Regions from separate parts of the Sus scrofa genome. Here region 1 is linked to region 2. Evidence: chromatin contacts called from public HiChIP or PLAC-seq data. All regions are on one chromosome and are shown on one strand. The core of a region is the stretch at or near the end of the contact, and the rest is flanking DNA. Distances in the headings are between cores, read along the strand shown.

Region 1 (5,384 bases), core at 602-3,101, 270 kb after region 2:
CCTCATTCTTCCTAGAGGCTACTCTGGTCAAGCTTTCCCACTCACCTCTGCTGAAATAGCTCTTACCAAGGCCACTAGTTGCCTCTATGGCACTGACACCAATGACCAATCACCAGTACTTACCTTCCTTGAACTATGAGCTGCTGTTGGAGGCATGGATCCATCTTCTATCACTCGTCTTCCAGCACATAAAGATCCTCCAGCCACCCTGGCTCCTCTCAGGATCCTTTGCTGGTCCCTTGTCATCAACCTGACTTTTCAATGTTGGGGGCCCTGGCTCATCCTTGCCTTGTCTTTTATCAACACTCTCTCCCTAAATGATCTCATTGAGTCCTGAGATCTTACTTACTCTGAAGACTCCCCCAACTCTATCTCCAGCCCAGACCTCTCCCCCAAACCCCAGACTTCCACAGTGAGCTTCCTACTTGGGTGTCTAACAGGCAGCTTAAGCTTAATATGCCTCCAAGTGTATTTCTGAGCAACTCCTGTATCTGTTTCTGTATGAGTCTTCTTCATTTCACCAAATTTTTATCTTCCAGTTGCTTGAGAAAACAAACAAACCAAAAAACCCCTCAGAGACCAGCAACATCAGGTCAGCTCTACCTTTTAAATGTGTCTAGAACCTGACCACTTCTTTAGGCTTCCACTGCTTTCATCCTGGGTCTTGCCAGTCTTCTTATCACCAGATTATTTCAGAAGACTTCTAACTGATGTCCTGGCTGAAGCCCTCAGGCCGCTCAGGCTGGTCTTCACACCGCAATCAGAGTTATCCTTTTGAAATATTAGACCACATCCTTTCTCTGCTCAAACCCCTCCAAACAGCTCCCCATCTCATTCAGAGTAAAAGCCAAAGTCCTCACTTTAGCCTATAGGGTCTCCCCTCTTCCCTCATCTCCATCCACTCCCCTTTCCCAGGGGTCATGTTTTGCTGCAAGGTATCCCACCTGAGGGGCTTTGTCCTGGCTGTTCCCTCTGCCTTTCCATACACATATCTCACAGCAGGAGCGCTGTAAACAGCAATAGCCTGCACTCTCTCCCCTCCTTAGCCCAATTTCCATAACACTGAAAAGCATCTAATGTCATACATATGTCTGTTTATTTATTTATTGTCTCAGGAGCAGGGTCTCTTTTGTTCACTGCTCCACTATCTAGAAGAGTGCCTGGCACACAGCAGATACTCAAGAACACCTGTTCGATTGCAAATTAAAGAAACAAAAATGTACACGTGTGGCATGTTCATGTACCAGAGTCTGTTGTCAGAGCTTTGCAATGCATTGTCTCGTTCATCCTCATAAACTTATGGTACTGTATGTACTCTTATATTTGTGCATGTGTGTGTGTGTGTGTGAGAGAGAGAGAGAGAGTGGAAGAACATAGGAATGGAGTCAGGCAATAGCCTATGGTGACTGAATGGTGGAGTTGAGGTTTAAATCCAGGCTTTGAATCCTATTAAGAGTGATCATTCTATCACTTTCTACGCTCTCTTGGAGGATGTTAAAATGAGAGTGATCCGTCTCTGGCAAGTATGAAGGAATCAATCTGCACAACTTGGTCCCTGGCCTTTAGCCGAAACGAAGCTTTGTTAAGAGTTCAGGAAGTGGTCGCACAAAGTGGATTTAGGATCCCTCTGGCAAGAGCGCTGAGGCAGAGAAGCGGCTGGGCACCAACACTTCAGTGGCAGGTGAAAGGAGAGGAACTCTTCCCCTCTGCTTCCGCTTTCCCCCAGCCGCCTCCGCCTCAGGCCTCAGCGCGGACTCCTACGCCCGAGTCCGCCCAGCCGCCTGGGGGCGCCCGAGGCTGAAGGGGGCGTTGCGGCGCCGCCCGACGTCGCGCCCTCGGCGGCTGCGCAGTGCGCACGTCAAAGCCGGGCTCGGGCCGGGAGCGGGGAGCGGCGCGGCCTGGGAGAGACTGAGCCTCCGGGAGCCGGGCGAAAGCGAGGGTGAAGGCGGCGCGGGGCCCCGCAGCAGAGCCGTAGCCGCAGCCCAAGAGAGCGAGCGAGCGCAGCAGTGCGGCGGCCGCCGCGGGAGCCCCTGGGCCGCCGTCCGCCCGCGCAGCCGCCGCCGCCGCCGCGGGATCCTGTCGCTGGGAGCAGGAGCGGGCGGAAGACAACGGAGGGGCCGAGCGGCCGAGCCGCGCCGCGGGGACCGAGCGAGCAGCCCGAGGCGTCGGCGGCCGAGGACGGGGACGGCGACGACGCGGAGGCTGAGAGGGAGCCGCCCGGCCCAGCTCCGTGAGTGACCCCCGGCCCGACCCAGCTCGCGGCGTGGACGCCCGCCCGGCTTCCGCCTGCCCTGCCCGGCCCGTCACCGGCCCGGGGCTGCCTCCATTTTCTCGGGTGGTGGAGGCGGCCCCGGCCCGGTATCGGCGGGAGCGGCCCGGTCTGCCCTCTCCGCCCGGCCCGGGCCCCTCGCGGAGCCTACCCCCCTCGTCGTCCTCGCCGGCTCGGCGCCCAGGGGCCTGCAGCCGGGGCTGCGGGGCGCCACGCTCTCCTGCAAGCCCTCCGCAGTTCTTTGGCGGGGCTGGCGGCATGGGGGCGTTCGCGGCCGGAGCCCCGAGGGCAGGCGAGTGCGGGCCGGGCCAACTGTCACTCCCGCCGCGCAAGGGATCCGGCCACCTTGCTCCTGGCCCCTGGTAAACTTCCTGTTATCGGGAGGCAGATAGCATCTCTGTGGTCTGCATTTCGGGAAGATGCCTAACTGTTTTCTGGTTAGGAATTGTGCGGCCAGAGCGTTCCCGAGGTCGGTTGAACCAGCCTGCTCGCTGACTGCCTGCAGGCGCTCTGGTCGGTCCGCGCCGGAGGGATTCGAAGGTGAACCCCGGCTCGCGGTCCCCTCCCCCGAGGAGCTTACATTCTGGCGTGGGTGATAAGGCGAGTACACAAATGACTACGATACCAGGAAGGAGATGATAAGTCCTATGAAAGAACTACAAAATGCTAGAAGGGTACCCGGAGAAGACCGGCCCGATCGATCACTTCCGCCTAGCAGAAATCTGAAGGCTTCCTGGGCGAGGCTGTGCAAAGTGGGGTCTTGAAGGCCAGATGGGATTTGGGAGAGAGGAGGGTTGCAGAAGAGGAGCAGTGTGTTGGAGGAGCAGCAACGCTAGAGGACAAAGGTAAAAAGGCATAGTCGGAAATAGTAGATAATGCAGTTTGTCGTGGGGGGCAGTGGGGGGTAGGCCAAAGAGTTGGGGGGCAGATCCTTGAATGCCGTAGAGGAGCTATTTGAGTGGCATTCTAAGGGTAACTTAGAGCTCATTTCTCAGTGACTCATGGGCCCGGAAATGTAAGCTAGGAGATGTTAAAGGCGCTCTTATGAAAGAAAGGAGAGAAGGAGGCCCAGTACAGAACTGACGTTCTGTGCCTTGAACGTCATGCAGTTTGAGATCGATTTTGACAGCTTTCCGGATATTCAAATAAATCCACGTCCAGGCTAAGCAAAATACCTTTTGTGCAAAGCTTCATTCGATGTTAGGCTCTTAAGAAGTGAGGGAAAGATGTATATAAAATAAGCTCATCTGCACGTAAGGTGTTTCTCTTGGTGCTCTTCACTAAAATGCATCAGAACTTCCAGCGCTCTGTATTAGGTGTCTGCATTTTGGAATTACTGAGCTGAACATCACTTCTTTGAGTTGGCTTTTGGGTAAGGCCATCTACGTTGATGGTTTAAAAAATCAGACTGTCCAACTTTGTATCCCAGAAGATTAGTAACATAGAACTTTTTTTAGGTAAAAATTTCTTTATTAGTTTTTAGTTGTGAAAATTCTTATAGGCGAGCCAGAGGTGAAAATCTGAGGCTTTACTTTGTTTCTTTTTTTTCACCCATATCACTAGCAAATAATTAGCAGCTGTATTTGAAGTTTAGAAATATGATCTATGGAAGCAGCTTAGAACCTTTTTGGTTTTGTAAGAACTTTGTTGTTTGCTCATATGACAAGTGAATGTCAACTTCTCTCAGGTGAAAAGGCTTGTAGAATGCAGGAAGTACATAGAATTTTAAAAAATTATCTTAGCTGTAATCTTACCACTTAGATTTTGTTACTGTTAACATTTTTTCGTATTTCCTTTTCAGTCTTCTTATGTTATTTTTCTCTTAATGAAGTCATCTATAAAGTATATATCTTCTATTAGGCTTTCCTTTTTTTGTCATTAAATATCTCCATATAAAAGGTTTTTAGGGGAGTTCCCTGGTGGTCTAGTGATTAGGATTGGGCACTTTCACCACTGCAGCCCAGGTTCAGTCCCTGGTCTGGGAACTGAGATCCCTCACCATGGCACTGCGGACCATGGCCAGAAATGAATACATAAATCTAAAAAATTTTAATGAATAAATAAAAATTTTTTTAACCAAGTGTAAGGGAAGCTTCTTAAGTGTATTTTTTTCTGACATGTTTGCATTATTTACCTCAGACAAAATGTAGTCATGTTTAATATCTACTGCTGTAGACGGCTTTCTCCAAGCTTTTTCTTGTTTGAAGTATATTTATTGACAGGATCAAGATTTGGATCCTGTTGCTTATTGAATAAAGAAAGATTTTATTACTTGGAGGTGTTGTCATCAGATATGGAAGAGGTCACATATGTGTGCTGTATGAGGGGATGTATTTTTTAAAAGGCACTATAGAAAGGTTGCTTTCATAGCTGCTGTATCTCCCATGCCTGGCGTACCTCCTCTTTGCACCCCACCCCTAAAAATAGTCTTTATACTGGGGCTGTCCATATAGGTTAACTACTGTGATCATGACATCACAGAGATTCAGGATAGATGTATTTAGTTTTTGTATTGGTCTTTCTTTAGTAAAATAGAGAATTTGTCATGAAGTAATGTGCTGCTGTAACAAAAGGGGCTTTTTTCTTTCAATCAATGCAGATCACTTTAGCGGGGTCTTATTTAAACCATTTTTTTCTTTGTGCTTTATAATCTGAAATGTATTAATGAGGTCTATGTTTCTGTTTCTCATGGCATCATATATATATATATATATGTATATGTATATAAAAAATGAGATGTTGAGTTAGACTGTATAAATTTTCATAAGGTTAATATAAAAGAATAGCTAAGAAAGCCCAGTTTAAGTATGGAGCTTGGTTTTATAATGTTATTATTTGATTTTTTTTTTTTTTTTTGCTATTTCTTGGGTCGCTCTTGCGGCATATGGAGGTTCCCAGGCTAGGGGACGAATCGGAGCTGTAGCCACCGGCCTACACCAGAGCCACAGCAACGCAGGATCCGAGCCGCGTCTGCAACCTACACCACAGCTCACGGCAACGCCGGATCATTAACCCACTGAGCAAGGGCAGGGACCGAACCTGCAACCTCATGGTTCCTAGTCGGATTCGTTAACCACTGCGCCACGACGGGAACTCCGATTTTTTATTCGTATAT
Region 2 (4,670 bases), core at 16-2,515:
GAGGAAGGGGCCCCGGATGACTAATTTTACTACAGCGTTCTGAGCAAAACACCTGCCGTGTTCCTCACTCTTCATCTGCTACAATTGCCAGGGATGAAGGCGAAGCACAGAGAGGTTCATTAACTAGCCCGAGGTATTCATGGGCAAAGCGGACTCATCTGACCAAAGCCCCTCTTCTCACCAGTGCAGGATACTGCGTCCCGTACGTGAGTGTTCAGGTTTGTATTATGCACAAGAATCTTAAAAATCAATAAGTAAAGATAAATATCAGCGAGAAAAAGAAAAGGAAAGGCATAAACAAGAAATTAAGTCAAATGTACAATGAATGTATGACAAACACGGCAACTTGCTAGAGGTCAGGTCAGAACAGGGCAAAGACAATCTGATAACATGTTTGCCAACCAAACTGGCCAAGATAGAAAACAATCAGAGACACTGCTAGAGGTTAATTTAGTAATCCTTATCAAATCTCCTAAAATTTGTATGCCCTTGAGTCTTAAATTCCACTTCTAGGAATTTTTTTTTTTTTGAAAAGCGTATTCACTAAGAATGGGAAAAGTAATCATAACAAATACATTTTTAAAAAGCAAACTGTCTGCCTGACACAATGCTGTGCTTAACAGCATCCTGAAAGTCCCTCTGCATTTGTTTCTAGATCATCTCCCTGACTCTGGGAATTTATTTCAAGAAAATAATCATGAATGTGCTTAAGGAAAAAATATTAAGAAGTTGATATGTGAGAGAGGAAATTAAATGCACTCTCCTTGTTTTCTCTTTCCCACGAGTGTCCCAGCTCCCTCGGGTCCCTTGTACTATGAATAATGAATGAGCTGCCTGGTTGGGGCAGAGGCAGGGTCACTGCACGGACAAGGAAGTACAGAGGAAATCTCAAGCTCCGTTTGCAATAACAGGCTAGAATTTGGGGGTGGGGGAGTTGTGTGTTTGCTTCCCCGGTTCTTCTGTCTTCTTTTTAACAGTCTCCTATTAAGTCCCACCCACCCTCTCTATCTCTTTGGAAAACGGAATTTTACAGAGAGAGAGAGAGAGAGCCTCACCCTGCTGCTGCGGCCAGAACAGGACCTGGGGAAGCCAATCACCAAAAGCTGAATAAAGCAGCCGAGGCAAAAAAAACCCACCTGGATACTGAGACTGCCATCTGTTCCTTTCCCTTTCCAGGTCCAGGGGCTCTCCCAGGATGGCTCTGGAAGCCTGGGAGCAGGGCAGGGAGGTAGGTTAGGCAAAACAGGAAGTCTGTGCTTTGGGGCTCAGGGTGAGGGCCAGGCTTCCCGAGGAAAGGAAAGTGAAAGCAAAGTGAAAGCATTGAACGGACTGTGCAGAGCTGAAGGTAAGACCTCATTTCTCGCAGCTTCTCGGCACCTCCCGGTACTTGTGAGATTCCCAGGGGACTTGGGGGTCGTGGGATTGGTGGTTTGAGAGGTGGTCCAGCTGGGGAGGAGGGTACTGTGAGGAGGGGGCGTGCGGTCCGAAGGACGTGGTTGGGGCGGGGGGTTATGCTATCTATTTACATCTGTACCTACCTCTGTTTCTTTAGGACTCGTCCTCCTACACTTTTTGGGGTGATGAAAATGTCCCTAAGCTTAATTGTGGGGATGATGATGTTACACCAAGGAATCCATTTACTAGAAATCATCACACTTAAAAAAAATAAAAATAAAAACAAAGGGGAGGGGTGACTCAGAAATGCCTATACTTTGTCAGGATAAAATTATTACTGAAGAAAATTGAAATTTAAAAAGAAACCTGAATAGAAACTTAAATCCTGCAGTGGTGGGCAGATCCCAGAGAGAACTGGGGCCAGGAGAAGGTTCTAAAACAGCCGCTCCAGGGAGACAGGGAACACTCCCTCTAAACATCCTATTAAAGATTGCTAATATGTGGAGTTCCTGTCGTGGCTCAGTGGTTAACGTATCCGGCTAGGATCCATGAGGTTTGGGGTTCAATTCCTGGCCTCGCTCAGTAGGTTAAGGATCGGGCGTTGCCGTGAGCTGTGGTGTGGGTCACAGATGCGGCTCGGATCCGGGTTGCTGTGGCTCTGGCTCTGATTCGACCCCTAACCTGGGAACCTCTATATGCGGCGGGAGCGGCCCTAGAAAAGGCAAAAAGACAAAAACAAAACAAAACAAAAAAGATTTCTAATATGTACTGTGAGAAATCCTTCTCTAAGAAGTCTGTTTAACCTTACTTAAATCAATGATTTGAAAATGTACTTGGGACCTCTCCTAACAGGACACTTATAAATCAGAAAAAAAGATGGGAAACACAGTTCTAGAGTCTAAGAAACCTTGAAACCAAGGCTAGCATACGTGGGCACGAGCTCAATTTGATGGGAGTATAAAAATGCATCATCTTAAGTGTGCATTTCGATGCGATTTAACAAACGTCATCATAACCACAGTTAAGATACAGGCCATTTCCATCATCCCAGAAAGTCCCCTTGTGCCCTTCGCCAATAGTTTCCTCCTCAGTCCCAGCACTGGGCAATCACTGATCTACTTTCACTATGTCTACGGATTTGTTTTGTCTGCACTAAATTTCTATGTAAATGGTAACGCACAATGTGCACTTTTTTTTTTTTTTTTGGTCTTTTTAGGGCCACACCTGCAGCACATGGAATTTCCCTGGCTAGGGGCTGAATCAGAGCTGTAGCCTCTGGCCTCTACCACAGCCATGGCAATGCCAGATCTGAGACGCATCTGCGATCACCTGAGACGCGTCTGTGATCTACACCACAGTTCATGGCAACTCCAGATCTTGAACCCACTGAATGAGGCTAGGGGTCAAACCTGCATCCTCATGCTTACTAGTCGGGTTCATTATATTACCGCTGAGCCACGATGGGAGCTCCCACACAGCATACACATTTTTTTGTTTTTGTTTTTGTTTTGTCTTTTTGCCTTTTTTCTAGGGCCACACCCGCAGCATATGGAAGTTCCCAGACTAGGGGTCCGATCAGAGCTGCAGCTGCCGGCCCACGCCAGAACCACAGCAACACAGGATCCGAACCGTGTCTGCGACTGCACACAACTCATGGCAACGCTGGATCCTTAACCCACTGAGCAAGGCCAGGGATCAAACCTGCAACCTCATGGTTCCTAGTCCAATTCATTAACCACTGCGCCACGACGGGAACTCCTACACGTTTTGATGTACGACTTCTTCTGCTCATCATAATGCTTTTGCTGTGCATCACTATTTTGAGGACCAGTAATTTATTCCTCTCTAGCACGGGTGCTGCCCACCTCTTGCTCATCCTGTCTGATCACCATGATGTCACCAACATAGTCGATCCATGTCCAGCTCTCTGGGATGTCCGGGTGATCCCGATCTCCTTGGACTATATCATGACAGAAGGCGAGTGAGTGAATATAACCTGGAGACAGTTGTAAAGGAATAATCTTATCTGTCATGTGAAAATGAAAATGATTTCTTATCCTCCTTTTTAAATCGGAATGGAAGGCACATAGTTGCCAAATCAATGTTCACATAGCATGACCTGGACTGGGGATCTTGCTGCCTAGCCTGCCTTATTTTCTTACTCCAATCCTCCAGCCTTCCTAGAGATTCCTCAAGCTCCTCAATATGTCTAAGAAATTCATTTTCTGCTTGTTGGTCAGAGTCCTTTTTAGTTACGTGTACCTGAAACTTATTAAAAAGTTGGTAGAAGACAGTGAATTGCGGGCAACAGGTCTTCACAGACATGTGATCAGCCTGGGATGGGTAGTCTGACCTAATTGGATGTGAAAGGAGTCAATACCCCACTAGTGTTCAGAGATGGGAGTTGCGTAGCTTTTGGCAAATTAATAGCAGATTATCATACTGGATTGTGACCAGGACTCTAACTCACACCGCTGTTCTAGGTGGCGGAGCTTGGCACGCTTGGCAAAACAGAGAAACATCTTTCAGGTAGAAGGAAGGCATTGACTTGCCTTTAGAGATTATTACCTCCTTGACCTAAATTTGGGTGGGAGAACAGAGCAAGGAGGCAGGTCGGAATCTTATCTCCTAGGTCATTTGGGAGAAAAAGGAGACAACTCTATTCATCCAGTAGGTGCCAGGGACCTTCTATCTGATGGTTACCAGCGGACTTGGTCCAGGCACCCCTTATCTTCTTCCAGAGATATTAATTCTCCACTGAACAGAGAGAAAAAAAGACAGTGGGGAACAGATGCTAAAGTTCCCATTGTTATCTGGGCTAATGCAGGCTACTGCAAAGTAAGGTTTTCTTGTAAAGTTGACGGGACTACCCTTAAGCCCTAGTCTTAGCACCATCACTTGAGAAGCAGCATCTGGGTGTGGCTTTTTAGGGTCACACCCACAGCATGTGCAAATTCCCAGGCTAGGGATCCAATTGGAGCGTAGCTGCTGGCCTACACCACAGCCACAGCAACGCCAGATCCAAGCTGTGTCTATGACCGTAGCTCACGGCAACACTGGATCCTTAACCCGCTGGGCGAGGCCAGGGATCGAACCGGGGTCCTCCTGGATATTAGCCGGGTTCGTTTCTGCTGAGCCACAATGGAACTCCTCCCATTTCTTTATCTTTCAACTTTATGCTGATACAGGGTGTTTTTCCAAGTTGCTTCAAATCCTTTGCAAAATAAGGGCTGGGTATATGTGAAAAAATTAGGTACAAACATCCATATCACACA

Evidence for each region. HiChIP or PLAC-seq counts read pairs in DNA pulled down with a chosen protein or histone mark.
Region 1: a contact with region 2 is called in an H3K27ac HiChIP or PLAC-seq map of alveolar macrophages. The contact joins the promoter of CAB39 here to the promoter of SP110 in region 2. A contact is called at or near these places in 1 of 5 promoter capture datasets (liver) and 1 of 2 datasets of contacts at active chromatin or transcription factors (alveolar macrophages).

The regions. Positions count from the first base shown.
Region 1 is chr15:131,490,724-131,496,107 of Sscrofa11.1, forward strand. CAB39 (calcium-binding protein 39) reads left to right here and starts at 1,852. Exons shown (of 9, transcript XM_021075733.1): 1 at 1,852-2,230.
Region 2 is chr15:131,225,278-131,229,947 of Sscrofa11.1, forward strand. It overlaps SP110 (sp110 nuclear body protein), which reads right to left and starts at 1,266. Exons shown (of 17, transcript XM_021075649.1): 1 at 1,137-1,266. The coding sequence starts at 1,156. SP140 (nuclear body protein SP140) reads left to right here and starts at 28. Exons shown (of 25, transcript XM_021075644.1): 1 at 28-218.